Regions from separate parts of the Mus musculus genome. Here regions 1 and 3 are each linked to region 2. Evidence: chromatin contacts called from public Hi-C and promoter capture Hi-C data. All regions are on one chromosome and are shown on one strand. Each heading gives the region's core, a stretch centred on a gene start, on an enhancer-like site or on the middle of the called end of the contact. The rest is flanking DNA. Distances are from core to core; before and after follow the strand shown.

Region 1 (2,886 bases), core at 158-2,657, 1.0 Mb after region 2:
CCCTTTTGGGTAATCAGGGATCAGTTTGCCATTTTGATAAAAGCCAAACACAGTCCATTGGTCAAAAGGAACCTACAGATAAACTCTGGCTCAGAAACAAACAGATTCTACTCCTGCTCCAGAAAAACAGTAAGTAAAGCTAAGTTAACTATTTTGGGGAAGTGCGAGAGTGCAGTCAGCGTATGCAGGCCTGCTTCTGGGTCACTTGGTAGAATAGAGGTGTGTTTTCAGGTTCTTGCCTCTTGCTGAGACAATGACTTCCATGCAAATGCGCACTTGTCCTCGGTGGTCTGGTTCCACAGTTCACTAAAGCCTACCTTGCATTTATTATTCATTTCCTGACTATCTCGACCAGGAGAAGGTTCCTGCAAGATCTGTTAGGCACAAAAGGACTTTAAAAGTTAATGTCAATGCTGACCAGGAGACTGTGCCAAATATGACAGGCAGCCAAAAAGCCTTCCAAGTCTGCCAAGTGCACTTGGCTCAGAAGGACTCAAGCCACTGAAAATACAGGTTCTCTTCTGGAGGCCTGAGTCACAGGGAAAATGAATGATGGCTGCCCTGCATTCGGTCTGAGTCTAATTCACAGTGGCCTACAACAGCTCTCTTTTAAAAAAGCCTGAGCCTTACACCAAGTAGCAGGCACAGTGCACTAAGGAAAGGTGAGTATACAGGGGGCAGGACAAGAGGGTAGTAAACAAAGGGAGACACAAATAATGAATGGAAGCCAACTCTGACTTGAAGACTTGACAGCTTGAGTTAGTCCAGCATGATGTTTCCCTATCCAGAATTCACAGCATGGACCCAAGTGAGTGCTTGCTGAATAGGTTATCTTCTAAATATTTAAGCAGAAGCACATTACATCTGATCAAATATTTATTAACTAAGAATACAGCTCCAGGGGTGTGTGTATGTGTGTATGTGTTGTTTTGTGGTGTGTGTGTGTGTGGTGTGTTTGTGTGTGTGTGTGTGTGGTGTGTGTGTGGTGTGTATGTGTGGTGTGTGTGTATATGTGTGTATGTGTTGTCTGTGTGGAGGAGTTCAGGTATAACAAACTGCCACCAGACAGTTTGTCATCAACTTTGCTATGTAGTTATCCCCAAAAGCACTTCCTATGCACCAAAGGACAAAATATGCCACAAAAAGTTAGTGGAAATGGAAAAAACAACAAAAAGTTTTATAGCATTCATTTAAGTGCAGCTTCACTGGCAAGTAAGGGTTGAGGCTGTGGTGTAGCTTAGGAGTAAAGTGTTTACCTGCATGTGCAGGAACCAGAAGACAGGGTGTTGAATAAGACAGTTCTAAGGCTCCTTACAGTTCCCAAATTCAAGAATATCAGTAAAGGCAGGGGTGGGGAGGGAAGCTTACATCACCATCTTGAAATAGACCTTAAGAGGAGAAGGAGGGAAGGAAGGAAGAGGGAGTTCTGGGCAGTAAGAGGGGGGCATAAAAGCAGTAGCTGGAGCCTGCATGGCACCTCCAGAGTGGAAGTTGCATGCTATTCTAGTTCATGCTAAATAAACAGGACTTGAACTATGAGTCAGGATCAACACGCACGTTGTTATTCTATGAAAACAGACACTGACTGCTACTTAAAAGTCTGTCTCAAGATGACCTGTCCAAATAGTTGAACGCATTCTCTGCTCAGTGGATCCACGATTTAACTAGGGTAACTTCTCTTCCCCACCAGGCACAGTCAAAAGACACACTGGTCATTCTCTTCTGAAACAATGGTGGAAGCCAAGGCAACACATCTTTGAAAACATACCACTAGCATTTTCAACTAAGAGAAACTAGAAGGGAAGGTGAATTGGAGCGGTGCTCGGCAATACCGCCTAACCCTAGGGCAACCACCTTCAAAAGGAAAAACAGCCTTTTATGTTCTAGCTGCTAACGCTCAACTTCTCCAAAGGTTTCTTAAGTCTTGGCAAAAAGTCAGAAATTCCAATGCTAAAATGAATTTTCTGACTCAATATTGAAAATAAAATCTTAAGTTTAGATGCTTAGGGGAAAAACAGCTGGAGAATTCAGGAGCCTCCCATAGTTTAATACAAAGTGATGTCATTAGGAACCAGGCTTCCAAGAACTCCCTAAATTGTGTGGTTAAGCAACTTCTCAAAGCTCAGTGACGAGGGTAGGAAGGTGCAGCTCACCCTTGGTACACGATCCAGAGTAAGAATTGATGCAAGTCCTTCCTTATGTTAGGAAAAGACCCAACGACGAACTTGTACAACCTGCATCCATTCACAGGAGGCTGTAGATTTTTTTTCTTAACACTCTAAATCAGCACTTATTTCATAGAATGTCTAGAGAAGATTTGCTACTGCTCTATGGTATTGAACTGAAGGCTATATGGCTTCTTTAAAAACCTGGATATAGGGGCTGGAGAGATGGCTCAGTGGTTAAGAGCACTGATTGTTCTTCCTGAGGTCCTGAGTTCAATTCCCAGCAACCACGTGGGTAGCTCACAACCATCTGTAATGGGATCTGATGCCCTCTTCTGGAGTATCTAAAGACAGCTGCAGTGTACTCCTATACATAAAATAGATTTTTTTTTTAAAAAACCTGGATATATTTACATTTTTATAAGTTATCAAAATAATTTTGCACAGAACAGTCAAGATGGTGAAACTTGAGGGAACTTTGTGAGGGTAAAAGTTTATAGTTAGGAAACCTCGCACCATCTCAGACAAAGGTTGAGGAAATAAAAATCCGTGTCTCTGGCTCATACTAACCTTCTAATGGTTGCATAGGTTTTTAAGACTGACAAGTCAACTGGAATCAGCATGGCAGCTCAACCACATCTCAAAAATGGAAGCAATACTCTCCCCGAGACTTGTTTGTTTTGGAGACAGGGTCCTGCTATTGTAGCCCTGGAATTCACTG
Region 2 (3,175 bases), core at 147-2,646:
AAAATAACAGGGATGAAAATTATTTTGTCTTCATTACAGTTGTTCTTTCCTCATCACCACTGTGATCTTTGTGCCTTAAACCAAACTATGTGTTCTCCCCGGATGTACAGGACTGAAGAGCTGGCATAGCAGTTAAGGCAGTGGTTCTCAACCTGAGGGTCAATCGAACCTTTCACAGGAAGCACATATCAAATGTCCTACATATTAGATATTTACATTACAATTCATAACAGCAGCAAATTTACAGTTATGCATAGCAATGAAAATAATTTTATGGTTGTGTTCCCCCACAACATGAGGAAGTATATTAAAGGGTTGAAGCACTAGGAAGACTGGGAACCACTGGTTTGAAAAAATGTACTGCTCTTGACCCCCTGCATCCACCCTGGGTGATTCACAGGGCGTGTAACTCCAGCTCTAGGGAATCCAAAAGAGAACCACCTTAAGTACAAATATATGTTTGCACCTTTGATAAAGAATGCAAATTTGGGAATATAAAAGCATTTTCATTCCCTTGGTGAGAGGTGGTGCCTTTATATGAATTTGTCTTGCCCCCACACCGCATACCCCTTAAATGCTAGGCATTACCAAACCTTGGGCCTGCTAGACAAGGACTCTGTCTCTGAGTTTAAACACCTAACTTCTTTCTTTCCTTATCTATCTATCTATCTATCTATCTATCTATCTATCTATCTATCTATTTTTAAGGAAGAGCCTGTCATGGTGAACCAAGACTGCAATCCCAAAAGTAGAGGAGTGGAGATAAAAAGGTTCCCATGAATTCAAGCCAACTTGGTCTACAGGTCAGGTTGTTTGGGCAGGGTTGCACCTTGAGACCCTGTCTCAAAACTATAATTTACTTATTTTCTTTCTTTCCTTCCTTCTTTCTGGGGGTTAGGAGTAAAGTAGATCAAGGGGTTGCAGGAAGGAACCCCTTCTCTCACTTTCCAGGACAAAACCTCTAGGCCAAATGCGGAACGCGACGCTTCTTAGTGGCGCTTCCTGAGTGGCAGTACCTGAGTCACTGCCTTCCCGAATCATCTCATTTCCGCTGGTGCACTTAGTGCACCCCAGTTCTGAATGCACCCCCGGGGTCCGGCCGCTTGGAGGCCCACAAGGCACGCCCGGGGAGCTGTCCTGGTGCTGAAACCGAGTGCAGCCCTTGACTACAGGCCGTTACCTTTTGAGAGCTGAAGGAGTGCGTCCAGTGGTACAGAATGAGGTGGACCTCCTTGTCCGGCGGGCCTTCAACCCTCAGGGGCACACCGGCCCGCGCCTCGTCCTGCCTCCGAGCCATTTCGCATGAAAGGACTCAGGCAGCTTTATGGGTTGGCCTGCTCTCTGCAGACACTTGCTGCAGCAAGCATCCTTGGTTTCTCAAGGCCCCCTGTTGCGTAAAGGACTTCCTCTACGGTCGAACTGGCTTCTGGGAAATGTAGTTTCTCCCCAAGGATGCTGTGCTGCCTAGTCGGCTGAGGCCCTTAAGAGATCATCTGTGAGATGTAATGGGATGACTTTTAGGTAGAGAAATTTTCTAAAATATGACTGTCTGGCTTTTAAGGCAAGGAAAAATGATAACAGCAAATAATACTCCTGGGCCTTGGACGTTGCTTGGGCATAAAAGCACCAGTTTCACAAGACATTCAGGGTTTTTACTTAGGTGGGAGAGTTCTAGAGAGCAAAGAAATAAAATTAAGTATCAATTAATTTTCATTAGAATATATTACAATGGAATACAAAGTATGTATTTTACAAATAAATCAACAATGGTAATGTAAAAGTGCCTATTGATTAAGTGTGAATGTTCATATCAGAAATACCTGAGATCATGTCCTGCTGTTTTCATTTTTGAAATAGAGATTATTTTATTTAATCTGTAAGCTTTTTGTGAGAACTGAGTAGATAAATAAGACAGTAAACGAAATGGCAATACTACTCACAAGGCCTTAAAAATAGTGTCTTTATGGGTCTGGAGAGATGAGTTGGTGGTTAGGAGCTCTTCCAAAGGTCCTAAGTTAAATTTCCAGCAACCACATGGCAGCTCAGATTGTCTGACGTCCCGTTCTGGAGTGCAGATGCACATAAAGACTAATCAGGTAGGATTTGGAAATAATATACATATAAGGAAAAAGAGGAAGACATTCATTCACACTGACATCGGCATCATGTGACCAAGACATGATCTGACCAAAGACTCACTGTGGACAGGGTTGCCAAGGATTAGTGCCATGACAAAGCTGCTCTATAACAAAGGGGTTCTATGACCAGTATGTGGAAGTCAGGCAAATGCAAATGCGAACTAGAGAGCACTCTTCTTAAGAATTTTTATCTTGATTTTCTATTCAGGGGGTCTCTCAGAAGGGGGCCGCACAGGAGATCACGGGCCTCAGAAGCAACAGAGCTTCTTGGACAGGATCATTTTGGGCCTTCATCCTCAGCCAGTAGGAAGAGCTGACCCTCAGTCCTCTGTGTACCTTCCCCACAAAAGAAGGGCTTGCCTACAGCAAGGGCCCAGCCCTTGGAATTCAGGTGTGATCGACATTTTTTATCTGGGGTCCATCTGAGGGAGGTCCATGCAGGAGAGCACACAGGCCACAGAAGCAACAGACCTTCTTGGACAAGGTACCTTCGTGCCTTCATCCAGCAAGTCTTGGATAGCCCTACACACCAAAAACAGCAAGATTCGGATGTAAAATCATATCTCATGATTCTGGTAGAGGATTTTAAGAAGGACATTAATAACTCACTTAAAGAAATACCATGGGCATACCATTGCATACACTAGCAAGATTTTATCGAAAGGACCCAGATGTAGCTGTCTCTTGTGAGACTATGCCGGGGCCTAGCAAACACAGAAGTGGATGCTCACAGTCAGCTAATGGATGGATCACAGGGCTCCCAATGGAGGAGCTAGAGAAAGTACCCAAGGAGCTAAAGGGATCTGCAACCCTATAGGTGGAACAACATTATGAACTAACCAGTACCCCAGAGCTCTTGACTCTAGCTGCATATGTATCAAAAGATGGCCTAGTCGGCCATCACTGGAAAGAGAGGCCCATTGGACACACAAACTTTATATGCCCCAGAACAGGGGAACGCCAGGGCCAAAAAGGGGGAGTGGGGGGGGTAGGGGAGTGGGGGTGGGTGGGTATGGGGGACTTTTGGTATAGCATTG
Region 3 (3,076 bases), core at 405-2,904, 1.1 Mb after region 2:
AACAACAACAAAAAAATAACAACATAAGCAGACACTTTAAGGAGAGATGGTAAAACAGTAAAATGCAGTGGCCTCCCTGAGTTGTGTTATGTCACTGTAATAAGAGGTGCATTTTCTAGAATTGGCTCCTTCTTTGTTTCTACTGTGTTTTAAATGTTTGTGTTCATGCTGAAACTTAATGCTCAATTTAACATCTAAAGGTCCCACAAGATTGGCTGTGATTAGATTAAGAGCTTCATCCTTATCGGTGGGATCAGTGCCTTATAAATTGGCTGGAGGCAAGAGAGTAGGTCTGGTTTTTACCCTTCTCCATGTGACATTTGTCTTTCTGGAGGGATGCAGTGTTCAAGAATCTCAAAGAAAATATTGTGTCCTCACCACACACTGACCCTGTCTTCACCGTGATCTTGAATTTCTCAGCAGTAGAACTTTAAGGAAAAAAAAAAAAGAAGAAAGAATTACGGTAGAGTTTTAGATATGCAGCCAAAGAACAGTTTGGGGAAAGGCAGGCTCTGTAGGGTACAGGAGCCGGGGGGGGGGGGGGCATGGAAAAGAAAACCTTTCAATCTTAAATGTTTGAATGCTGGTATATTGTTTAACCCATATAATCTCTTCTATGTGATTCTCCACTATGCAACCCCAGAACTGAATTTATAGTTGTTTTTGAGATGGACTTCAGACATATTTTCTCCTAATTTCCACCCTTGTCTTAAGTTCTGCTGGTTAGTATGCAACCCAATCCTAAATGTGTCTCTTTATCCTTATTTTTCATGAATTCTTTTAGTTATACAAAGTACACATACGTGTTTTTATTGGAGGTAGAATCATGTGCTTCCTGGACTGGCCTTGAACTTACTGTGATGACCTTGAACTAAGGATCAAACCCAGCTTCAGCATGCTGGGAAAATATTCCACCGCAAAGTCCATCTCACTGCTCTGCTACCTCCAGTTTTTCACGAGGGGCTAGCTTTCACTACCCTGGTATCACAGCCTGGATCTAATCTGAATTGGCTTTCTTTTGTTGTTTTTTGTTTTGTTTTGTTTTTTTCGAGACAGGGTTTCTCTGTATAGCCCTGGCTGCCCTGGAACTCACTTTGTAAACCAGGCTGGCCTCGAACTCAGAAATCTGCCTGCCTCTGCCTCCCGAGTGCTGGGATTAAAGGCGTGCGCCACCACGCCCGGCTGAATTGGCTTTCTTAACAGGGAACTTCAATACTGATGTTCTCTGTGTTAAGCAGTGTGAGGCATGCTGATGTTGAGATCTTACTAAGTAGGTGAGGTGCTGGTCCAAGGTAGGGTGGAGACACACTTTCCACAAAATACTTGAAACGGTCTAGTTACAATGAATCTGAAAAATGAGACTGATATCAGCTGATGTGCCAGTGACCTGGCACAAATCCCCTCCTTGTCCAACTGTCCATTCTCACTTCTACCCTTGGAAGAGTATTAGGACAGCTGTCAGCCAGCCTTGTTTTTTCATCGCTCCCCTCTCAGAAGTGACCCAAAGGCCGGCATCCACCCTGGCTTCATACCGACTGGGAGTCCTTCCCTGCTCTCTCAGCCATCCCAGCATCCACCTTGGCCCACTATCCTGAGGCTGCTGTATCCGCCTAGCTCAGTGGGGCGGCCCCAGGCTACGGGCGCCTAGCAACCAACGGTGTACCGGGCAAGCGGGGCCGCAGCTGCGAGCGCTCGCTGGCCCCGGCTGGCCCCGGCTGGCCCCGGCCTTGCTGAGCGGCGGCCGAGCTCGGAACATCGCCGGGCTGCCGGCCGCCAAGCATGCTCGCCCTGAGAGTGGTGCCAGTGCGAGAAGGCTGCCGGCTGCCCCGCCCCACCGCGGTGGACAGCCCGGAGACGCGGCTAGCCTCAGCCGAGAGCTCGCGTCCACCCACGGCCGTCGCTGGCTCCCACACTGCCCGCTGCCCCCGCTGGCCCAGACATCCTCCTTGGTGCCGTGGGTCCGGCACCTGAAGAAGCCCATCTCCTCTGTACAGCTGCGGGGACGGTGAGTGCGGGAAGCCGGGGCTCCAGGCTGGAGCCAGGAAGGGCTCTCTTCAAGAAGGGGAAACTGATGCCTTCAGAGCCACGTGGAACACTCCAAAGCTGCCCTCAAGGCGCTTCGACAGCATGGCTTGGGCATGAGGACCTAAACTGGCACCGTTTGTGGGGTCAGGTGTCAGGAAACGAGGACGAAACGCTGAATATTCTTTTCACACTTTTTAGGTTCTGTCCAAGCAAAGGACCCTTGAGTTTCCTGGACAGAGCTTTACAAGTTCACTCTGCATCTCTCCTAGAGCTTAAACCTAAGGTTGGGAGCAGAGATGTTGCCTTTCTTTCACATGGCCTTCTTTCTCCAGTCTCAACTAGATGGATCAGAACGCCCTATATTGCCAATTCTGTTTTGTATCATTTCTGATGTGCTCATATTTGTGGGTATATTTCTTATTTTCACTATAATCTAAAGGTACAAGAAAATAATTGTGCTGGTCATGTAGACTTATGTACTGGTTCTCCATACTGGTCATCTAGCCCCTTTGGAGTCATAAACACCAAGGAAACCATAGGGACATATGCAAACAACTTGGCAAACAGGCTATTGTGTTCTTTGAAACAAAAAAACCTCAGGTCTCATATTGTGTGCATATGGAATCCCTATTAGTTAAGTGTTAGAATAATATTTCATAAAACTTTTGTTGTTACACTTTAAAACACACTGTCTGTTTTTGAAATTGTGCATTGGTGCGCTTCGCTGACTCGCCCTGAGACACAGGTTTATTTTCTACCTACTTCTTTTACTTTAAAATATGCCCAGTGTTTTCTTTCTTCCACATTTTCCTCTGTTATTTTGGCCACGAGTGGTATAACCTATACATTTCTAATTGATACTGGATTCAGGTTTTGCATTTTACAAATATTTCACAACAACTAACTTTTTTTTTTTATTCATTCACTTTCCATCCCGATTGCTGTCGTAGCTCCCCAACAATGAACATTCTTACACAAAGAAACAGTTCTGTGGAATAAATCCCTTGAAACAGAACTGCTGAGTAGGCTGGGAATGGCTCAGCACGCGAAG

What was found. Promoter capture Hi-C pulls out the DNA fragments that hold promoters and counts their contacts. A called contact is a pair of places that touch in the nucleus more often than the background predicts.
Region 1: a Hi-C map of cerebellum shows a contact between it and region 2, with 3 times the contacts expected there. The contact joins the enhancer-like site here to the promoter of Gdap1 in region 2. A contact is called at or near these places in 7 of 39 promoter capture datasets (the HPC-7 cell line, embryonic stem cells, hippocampal neurons and 2 more), 2 of 484 Hi-C or Micro-C datasets (the N1E-115 cell line and cerebellum) and 2 of 115 datasets of contacts at active chromatin or transcription factors (astrocytes and embryonic stem cells).
Region 3: a contact with region 2 is called in a promoter capture Hi-C map of hippocampal neurons, with 6 times the contacts expected there. The contact joins the promoter of 4930444P10Rik here to the promoter of Gdap1 in region 2. A contact is called at or near these places in 2 of 39 promoter capture datasets (hippocampal neurons and stem cell-derived epiblast-like cells), 1 of 484 Hi-C or Micro-C datasets (the N1E-115 cell line) and 1 of 115 datasets of contacts at active chromatin or transcription factors (astrocytes).

What each region holds. Positions count from the first base shown.
Region 1 is chr1:16,109,527-16,112,412 of GRCm38.p6, reverse strand. The region is part of intron 2 of Rdh10 (retinol dehydrogenase 10 (all-trans)); the gene reads right to left. Among named protein-coding and RNA genes, the nearest start is that of Rdh10, 5.1 kb to the right of the region's middle. Within about 2 kb of position 1,407, at least 31 of the 459 cell types and tissues checked have an H3K27ac peak or open chromatin away from gene starts, as enhancers often do. A contact at or near this core is called in astrocytes and cerebellum, where this site is marked.
Region 2 is chr1:17,143,594-17,146,768 of GRCm38.p6, reverse strand. Gdap1 (ganglioside-induced differentiation-associated-protein 1) reads right to left here and starts at 1,396. Exons shown (of 6, transcript NM_010267.3): 1 at 1,181-1,396. The coding sequence starts at 1,297.
Region 3 is chr1:16,091,903-16,094,978 of GRCm38.p6, reverse strand. It overlaps 4930444P10Rik (RIKEN cDNA 4930444P10 gene), which reads left to right and starts at 1,654. Exons shown (of 5, transcript NM_001243238.2): 1 at 1,654-2,005.